Regions from separate parts of the Xenopus laevis genome. Here region 1 is linked to region 2. The links are chromatin contacts, called in public Hi-C maps. All regions are on one chromosome and are shown on one strand. Each heading gives the region's core, a stretch centred on a gene start, on an enhancer-like site or on the middle of the called end of the contact. The rest is flanking DNA. Distances are from core to core; before and after follow the strand shown. Region 1 has its middle 30 kb from the start of LOC108702603. Region 2 holds the start of sall4.S (spalt-like transcription factor 4 S homeolog).

Region 1 (4,283 bases), core at 1,436-3,935, 120 kb after region 2:
GTGTCTGTCTGCGTTCATCTCCTGATGATTCACTCCTCTGGGTCAGGACACTGTTTCTGTTCCAGACAAAGAATAACAATATGCAATCAAAACACCACTTTTCTTTAATATATTTTATTCATTATTTTGAATCTGAATTTTAACTGATTTTAATTCCTAATCCCCCCGCCCCTCATATAATAGAAGCCGAATATCGTTTTTTTCTTTCAGGGTTTTGTTTAGACTCAGGAGACGGCGCTGGACTCAATAGGCGACTGTACAAAAAAAAAAAAGAAATCTTCAGATATGAAACATTTGCATGGCAATAGGGGCCCTTAACATAACAGTAGATGACACTTTCGCTGCCTCGGATTCTTGGAAGGAGTTCATGATTCTGCTTCATGCCTTGCTGAGCTCGGAAAAAGGAAGGGAGAATGAATTATTCTTGTAGGCAAGTGTCATATTTCTGGGGGAGATGAAGTTTGGGCTGTGATGGGGAAACGGCGCATCCTCAGATAAATCCAGAATTCTGTACGGCCCATTACACTCTGCAAGGGGAAAGGGGTTTTGCCAATTAATGTCTGGCCGGCCAGAATAAAAGCCAATGAGTTGGGATTTTGGATACAGCTGAGCAGAAAGGTAATCCTCTGTGCCCGGCATCATTTCGGAAAGGGCACAGAAAGGTCATAGAATGGTGGATTGGTCGACCAACTGTCTCTAGCAGGTGCCCTGTACCCAGTCTGGTGGAAAATGGGGTGAGAGGAACAGGGAGTTGCTTTAACCCTATGTCAGGAGAGAATGTTTAGATCCATCATCCAGTTTTCTATTTCCTATACTGTATATATCTGTCTAACTAAATTAGCGGCGAACTTACGCGTTCTGCTGCGTTTTGCAGCGACACTGCAGTGAAAATTCTCAAAAACTGTCAGAATAATCGCGCGCATTAATAATTGTTGTGCGCCAAAATGATTCAGACGCTCGTTGACTTTAATGCATTTTGACAAAATAGGCGCACGTATAAAAATTGTCGCAGGCATCAAAATTGACATACATCAAAATAATTTTGATGCCCATTGATTTCAACGTGTTTTGCAAACTTTTCGCCGTTACACGAATTTCGCAATAAATTCGCGAAATGGGACAAATTCGCCCATCACTAGTTATCTCCTGTTTGTTGCCCTACAGATTTTATCAGGGTGTCATTGGTTTAGCTTGTACTTTCAGCCTTGCCTACAATGCCATTATCTCAGGGTGGCTAGCCACCTCCTTATTAACCACACTAGCCATGTTCAGCAGCCAGGTCATGGCTTAGCAGCAATGGATCCTTTGTTTGACATCACATCAGTACTGGAAAATTCCAGGATTAACTGTAGCAGGAACAGCCCCCTAAGTTTGCTCATAGTCTGTACAGAGAGATCCCATAAAACTATGGCAGCATAGGTATTCCCCTGTACTAAGCACAATTCAGCAGGAACAGCCCCTAAATTTTCTCATGGTCTGTACAGAGAGATCCCATAAAACGATGGCAGCATAGGTATTCCCCTGTACTAAGCACAATTCAGCAGGAACAGCCCCTAATTTTTATTCTTATACGTTAAGGATATTTATGATCAATGAGCCTATACGTGGATACTGAAAAAAATGTTTAATTTGTCCCATGTAGGGCAGTAACGATTGTTAGTGCAACACCACACTGAGGTCAGTTTTAGGTCCCCATTTGGGTTTTAAATGTGAGAATATGCAACTCAATTATTTTTTGGGCATTTTCTTGCATCTCTAAAAAACAAAACGTCAAACACAATAGTAAGGTTTACTGCCTGCACTGCTCTCATTTCCCTACAGAAATAGGGATTGGTAACACTAGATAGGTACCTAATATATAAGGACAGAGACAAGAGGAAAGTGTTGGAAGGGTTACTGTCTGCTCTGCTCTCATTTCCCTACAGAAATAGGGATTGGTAACACTAGATAGGTGCCTAATATATAAGGACAGAGACAAAAGGACCTTAGCACAAACATCACCAATTGGCTAGATTAGAGAAGGAGGAGGAAATACTTCAAGAACGGTTCACCCACATTATAGCATGGGGAACTGCACCCATAATTCTTGATTTTCCTGAAATGTATTTACTTGTACATGATAATTGGAATCTAGATGATAATGTATTTTAAGAAGACTATTTTGTGATGACTTTCATATTATTTTTAGATACTAATCTATCTATCTCACTATCTATCTATCTCACTATCTATCTATCTATCTATCTATCTATCTATCTATCTATCTATCTATCTCTCTATCTATCTATCTCTCTATCTATCTATCTCCTTCAAGCTACATTAGGACACACACAGACACAATGAGCAGTTGAAGGCCCAGTATATCTAACAAAGGATTTACAGATTCCAGCATAATGATGTGATTACTTAGCATTGTTTAAATATCCTCTCTCTTTATGTTTCTATAACAATGTCACAGGGACCTCCAACCTTGTGTGTTTTTGTGTGTTTAAACACCGATGACCTCTGAGCTTATATATATATAATATATATAATATATATATATATATAAAACGTTTCTCTGAAGAAGCCAATATACTGTTATAAGGATGATTTGCAATCTTGCAATCAGCCTCTATTAAGATTCATACTCTGCTTCCTCCTATTAAGAAAGTGTTAGTCACATTACAGGAAAAGAGTTGCCTTTTTAGCTCATTATTGAATGACAATAGAAACATTGTGACTTTGTTCCCCCACCAGTTGGAAACACTTGCAGTCTAATGCCTTGTGTTATAGCCCCGAGGGGAGCTGTTGAAAATCTATTCTAAACCACAATGATATCCTTAAGGGTTAGTTCACACGAGGAGATTCGGGGAGATTTTGTCACCTGTCGACTAATCACCTCGTCTTCTGAGCGACAATCTCCCCGAACTGCCTCAGCGTGTCTTCCTATAGGCTATAATGAAAAGTCGCCTGCGCTAAAGCACGCGCGGCGCTGTGTTTTCTGAAGTCGCCCAAAGTTTCCTCCGTGAGGCAACTTTGGGGACTATGGAAAACACATTGCCACGTGTGCATTAGCGCAGGCGACTTTTCATTATAGCCTATGGGAAAACACGCTGAGGCAGTTCGGGGAGATTGTCGCTCAGAAGACCAGGCGATTAGTCGACAGGTGACAAAATCTCCCCGAATCTCCTCGTGTGAACTAACCCTTAGTCATGTGTCGGGCTGCAATATAACGTGTATGACAAACCCGGCAGTTTAATTAACTGCCAGGAAATCTAGCTCAGTGATCTTATAGCGTCTTAACAGTTGAAACAGTTGTACGGAATATAAAGCTACCAGCTAATTTATATTCCTCCTAAACCACTTCATAGAATGTCTTTACAGGTGACACCTTTTATGTATTCAAAATAAAAGAACAGAAAAGAACAGATAACGATTAACTGCCTGGGTGTTTGATTGCGTTTAAGATAAGGAAGTTACTAAATCATATTGGCTGTATTTTAACCAAAGGGGTGATATACTGTGTGTATATATATATATAGTTTCTGCTTAAAATAGAGACAATAACATGTAGGCAAAATGATAAATTATTATTAATTTAATCATTATATATAAGTCTGTATATGTATATACGTATAGACCTTAATTTTTATAATTTTTAAATGTTTTTCAAAAAGTTAAACACAAAGTATATTTTCTAAAAAAAAAAGCATAAACACATTTTTTAATATACAGGTATCCGTTATCCGGAAACCCATTATCCAGAACGTTCCGAACTACGGAAAGGCCGTCTCCCATAAACTCCATTGTAATCAAATAATCCAAATTTTTTCTCTCATATCATAAAACAGTAACTTGTATTTGTTCCCAACTAAGATAGAATTAATCCTTATTGGAAGCAAAACCAGCCTATTGGCTTTATTTAATTTTTATATGATTTTCTAATAGACTGAAGGTATGAAGATCCAAATTATGGAAAAACCCGTTAGCCAGAAAGCCTCAGGTCCCGAGCATTTTGGATAACAGGTCCCATACTTGTGTATAATTATTGTTTTGTAAAAAACATTTATTTTGAATTCCTGCACTTAAAGGAAACCCTTTGTTTATTAACTTTTTGACAAATAACAAAAGTTCTAATTAGATTTTTTAATGCAACATATATATATATATATATATATATATATATATATGTACATATATATATATATATATATATATATATGTGTATATATATATATATATATATATATATGTATGGGATCTGTTATCCAGAAACTCGTTATCCAAAAAACTCTGGATTA
Region 2 (4,221 bases), core at 57-2,556:
TCCTAACAGTAAACTTGACACTAACCTGCCACCCACACAAATGAGCCAGAGGTTATACCAGCAGGCCCAGCAGCACCTTACATTACACAAAAGGACAACAACAAAAGCCAATTTGGCCTTGCCTAACCCTTCACCTATGACAGATAAGGACTGTGTGGTTAACCTAGTCACCACAAGCCAAATCCCAACGGACGCTTGGCTAAAGAAAAACCCACCAGCTGTTTTCAACCCAAGGAAACCTCCATGTGTAGATGCCCAACCTCCAGCCAACACCCACACAAAATGAAACAAGACAAGAAAGGGTGAATTATAAAATCCCTCAAAAACGAGTGATCTCTTCTTCAATATATATTTATAAAGTTATACACACTTAAAATAATTTGTTTATACTTTTTTAAAAAATACATTTATAAATTTAAACACATTTACCACCACTAATAATGGAGTGTCACTCACATCAAGTTCCTGACTGCTGTTTTGCAGCCATCTGGCCCCCCCCAAGTGCCTTACTGACAGCCCCCGACCCCTGCGGTGATGAATTAGCTTTGTTAACAGCCCTGCCAGGAATTTGTTTTGTTGCAGGCCACTTAATGAAAATAAAAAAAATTGTTTATGCCTCTACTCAGGAGTTGCATTGCAAGTGTGCAGAAGGTCGCAAAAAGGTTTTTTTTTTTATTTTATTGTAAAACTTAAGAAATAAAAAATTTGGAGCAAAATAAGGAGAATAAAATAAGTTTAGTTAATAAAGGACTCGGGGGGAGGGGGAAATAGACGCAGGCCCCATTATTGCAAGCTATGAAGACTATAGACTGTCCAACCATTTATTAAACGACAACCATTCATTAGTAAGAAATCCTTTACTGCTTCCCAAAATCCTACAGCTCTCTCCAGTTTAAATTATGAACCAGCTAGTGTCTTTAAGAGCACAAGGTAGGACAGATGTCGTATTTCAATCTGAACTGCTATGTTTGTAGCCCCACAGCAAATTCATTTTAGCCCCCCCCCCCAACACATCCAGAGGTCGTCCTTTTTTACCAATATATGTTCAAACTGCTAATTAGGGCCTCATGGGGCCCCCTATACTCCTGGGGCCCCCTGCAGCTGCAGGGTCCGATTCCCCTGTTAAGCCCCTCTGCTTGCAAATACCCAACTGTACATAATAAACCTGAAACATGTTAAGTGTAAATCACAATAAGTTTGTATGTTCTTTATGTTCCCAGGTCAGACTCTATAACCAAGCATAGTGGGGAAACAAACATATTTAATGGTCTAGTAACACTAAATGGAAGACTTTGAGAGATTAACCTTGGAGATTAACAGGGGGCAATCCCTGTATCTGATGATAAACAGAGGCACTGGTGACCTCTTTGTTCATATGATAATTTTCAATATGTAGCTTTGTACCTTGCAACTCCCCCACCTGCTGGTTTCCTGGATTGTTAATTAGTCACCAAGTATGTTCCGAGACAACAAAAATAAAATTGCATTGTTAGAAAGGGGAGGGAGTGACACAGAATTTCTAATTAGATTTGTAAATAAGAGCGCAGAGCAAAAGAATTAAAATTTAAAATGTAAAAAAATAAAAATGTATATCTATCTATATATAAAGTTCAAGAGGACCCGCACTCCTTGGTTAGTGAACCAAAAATGTCTTTATTTTTCAAACTTGTGCATCATACATACATACTATAATAACTATAGTTATATCTAATGAGTTTATAAAGGGAAAAAAAATTAAATTAAAAAAATTTCAGTGTATTGTGATAGGACACATTTGTACTTCGCAGTGAGCAGGTCATTCCAGAAGGTGGCGCAAGTGTATAAGGTCACAGCTAAAAATCACACCTACTGTTAATATCAAATTGATCAGTGATGGAAGAGGTGGGTGGGGGAGATATAGCAACACGTTTAAATACAAAGGTTCCAAAAAAAAAGTTGCTACTATAATGCCTTGTGGCCATGAAATCCTGGGGGAGATTAATAGATTCTGCAGGGATGTTTGGAAATAATAGGAATAGTTATGCAAGAACTGACTCCAGAGCTGCTCATATTGTTTGCTAATTACACAAGAGCTTAGAAACAAGTTTTTCAACAGCAGTGTCCCAAAAAAAAAAAAAAAAAAATTTTAAAAAGGGGGACATATATAATTCATGGGGGGTGGTCTGTTCAACTACAAAAAAAAAAAAAAAAAAAAAAAAAAAGCATGCTGTTCAGATTTACATTTGGGAACAGCATCCACCCCCCTCCTAACAGGCCTGCTCCCCCTCCCTTTTCCAAACCACCATATGCACAAAGGAAAACAGTCATGCATTAAACATGGCATTTATAGCCTGCTGGTCAGCGTATTTCTGAAGTTAATAGTAACTGACCCTAAAAAGAAAAAATAGGCTGATTTGAAGTCCAGATAAAAAACATGTGCCTACAGTTAGGGAAACAGCCAATGCCATGTCTTGCCAGCAGTTGGCTGCACCCACAATACAAGTTGTACCTGATTAATATTAAAATGTCCTTTATGATTTAAATGTATTATTTATCCCCACAATATTAAAGTGTAACACGCACCATAAAATACATATACACAAATAAATCTTGTAGGTATATTATACAGATGAATAAGAGTAATAGCAAGGGCAGTGTCCCCTTTGAGATTATAAAATATTACATTATCTAGATTTTATCTCAGGTATAAATTGCATAACCGGAATATACACAGATACGATATAGAAGTGTTCATGTACCCCCTTGTGCCATTTAGATATCCAGAATAAAGAGCAGGTAGAAACAAAGGTCCTAGAGCAGGGGCGTAACTACAGAGGTACCTGGAGGTATAGGGGCCCCGTGATGCCCTAAATCAGAGGTCCCCAACCTTTTTTTACCCATGAGCCACATGTTGAGGAGCAACGTAAGCATGGAAAAGTCCCTAGGGGTGCCAAATAAGGGCTGTGATTGGCTATTTGGTAGCCCCTATGTGGACAAGAGGCTCTACTTGGCAGTCTACTTACTTAGTTTTTATCCAATTCAAAATTGCCTGGAATTCAAAAATAAGCACCTGCTTTGAGGCCACTGGGAGCAACATCCAAGGGGGTTGGAGAGCAACATGTTACTCACGAGCTACTGGTTGGGGATCACTGCCCTAAATAATGAGCAATTTCAACATATATTGGTAAAACAGGACAACCTCTGGTTATGTTGGAGGTAGGGTTGCCATCTGGCCAGTAAAAATGATGGTTGATCCCAATGTTAATAGGGAAAAATTATAAATATACAGGAAGGCAATACCTGGAAAAGTTGGCAACCCTAACCCATAATATTAGAGAATATATGAAGTATTGCCTACCCAGACCCCAAGATCGGACACAGAAGCTGCTGTTGGTGGTGGTTCCCTCTGACCCAGGCGCACAAGGAAGGATATTTTGGGAAGTGGGAAATTAAGATGGGAAATGCCCAAGAAGAAGAGAATGAGGGATGGAAGAGAGGGTGGGGGTTGTGAGAGGGGAGGGGTTGAGGGGTCACCCCCTATTTTCTTCCTTTCACTACTTAATTAGAACACCCAGAAATTAGCAGAGCACCACCAAAGAAGGGTAAAAATAAATAAAATAGATTACAGCCACAGGTGCTGCCAATAAAAACCATAGGTTTGGGCAATATACAACAGAATTGCTTCTATATAATAATAATAATAATAATAATAATAATAATAATAATAATAATAATAATAAAAAGTTGTGTCCCGGTATAGAGGGGAAAGTGCAAGCAAAAGAGGATCTACAGCTGGGGGAGTCCTAGCGCTGCAGGCTGAGAGCGAACACAATACAGCCCTGGACTCTAACACCTTTAGCCGGTGGGTCAGATCGGAAGGGAATCGAGCGCAGCGCAGACCCACGCGCCTCTCAGGTTTAAATGCCTCGAGAAATCGCGCAGAGAAGCAAAGTGCGACTCACCAGACGCGTCCTCTTCGGAGTTGAGGTGCTGGGGGTTCGGCTGCTTTCTCCTCGACATGGTCCGACCATCAGCAGCTCAATAAATGCCAATTATTCCCTTTCTCCACCACCAAAAATAATTCCAAGAGTTGAGGAATTGAAGAAACCCCCTCCCATCCCCTTTCAAGCGTCAATGCGCATGTCCGACTAATTATGATTATCACTAATGCATTGCCATTTATCATGAGACCCTGACAGCTGATTGGACTGAGGCCAAAAAAACTCACAGATTATTCAAATA

The links. A called contact is a pair of places that touch in the nucleus more often than the background predicts.
Region 1: a Hi-C map of the XL177 cell line shows a contact between it and region 2, with 5 times the contacts expected there. The contact joins two enhancer-like sites. A contact is called at or near these places in 2 of 4 Hi-C or Micro-C datasets (the XL177 cell line and the XTC cell line).

What each region holds. Positions count from the first base shown.
Region 1 is chr9_10S:10,579,721-10,584,003 of Xenopus_laevis_v10.1, forward strand. No RefSeq gene overlaps it. Among protein-coding and RNA genes, the nearest start is that of LOC108702603, 30 kb to the right of the region's middle. Within about 2 kb of position 2,686, at least 1 of the 7 cell types and tissues checked has an H3K27ac peak or open chromatin away from gene starts, as enhancers often do.
Region 2 is chr9_10S:10,459,690-10,463,910 of Xenopus_laevis_v10.1, forward strand. It overlaps sall4.S (spalt-like transcription factor 4 S homeolog), which reads right to left and starts at 3,999. Exons shown (of 4, transcript NM_001172066.1): 1 at 3,942-3,999. The coding sequence starts at 3,999. Within about 2 kb of position 1,307, at least 3 of the 7 cell types and tissues checked have an H3K27ac peak or open chromatin away from gene starts, as enhancers often do.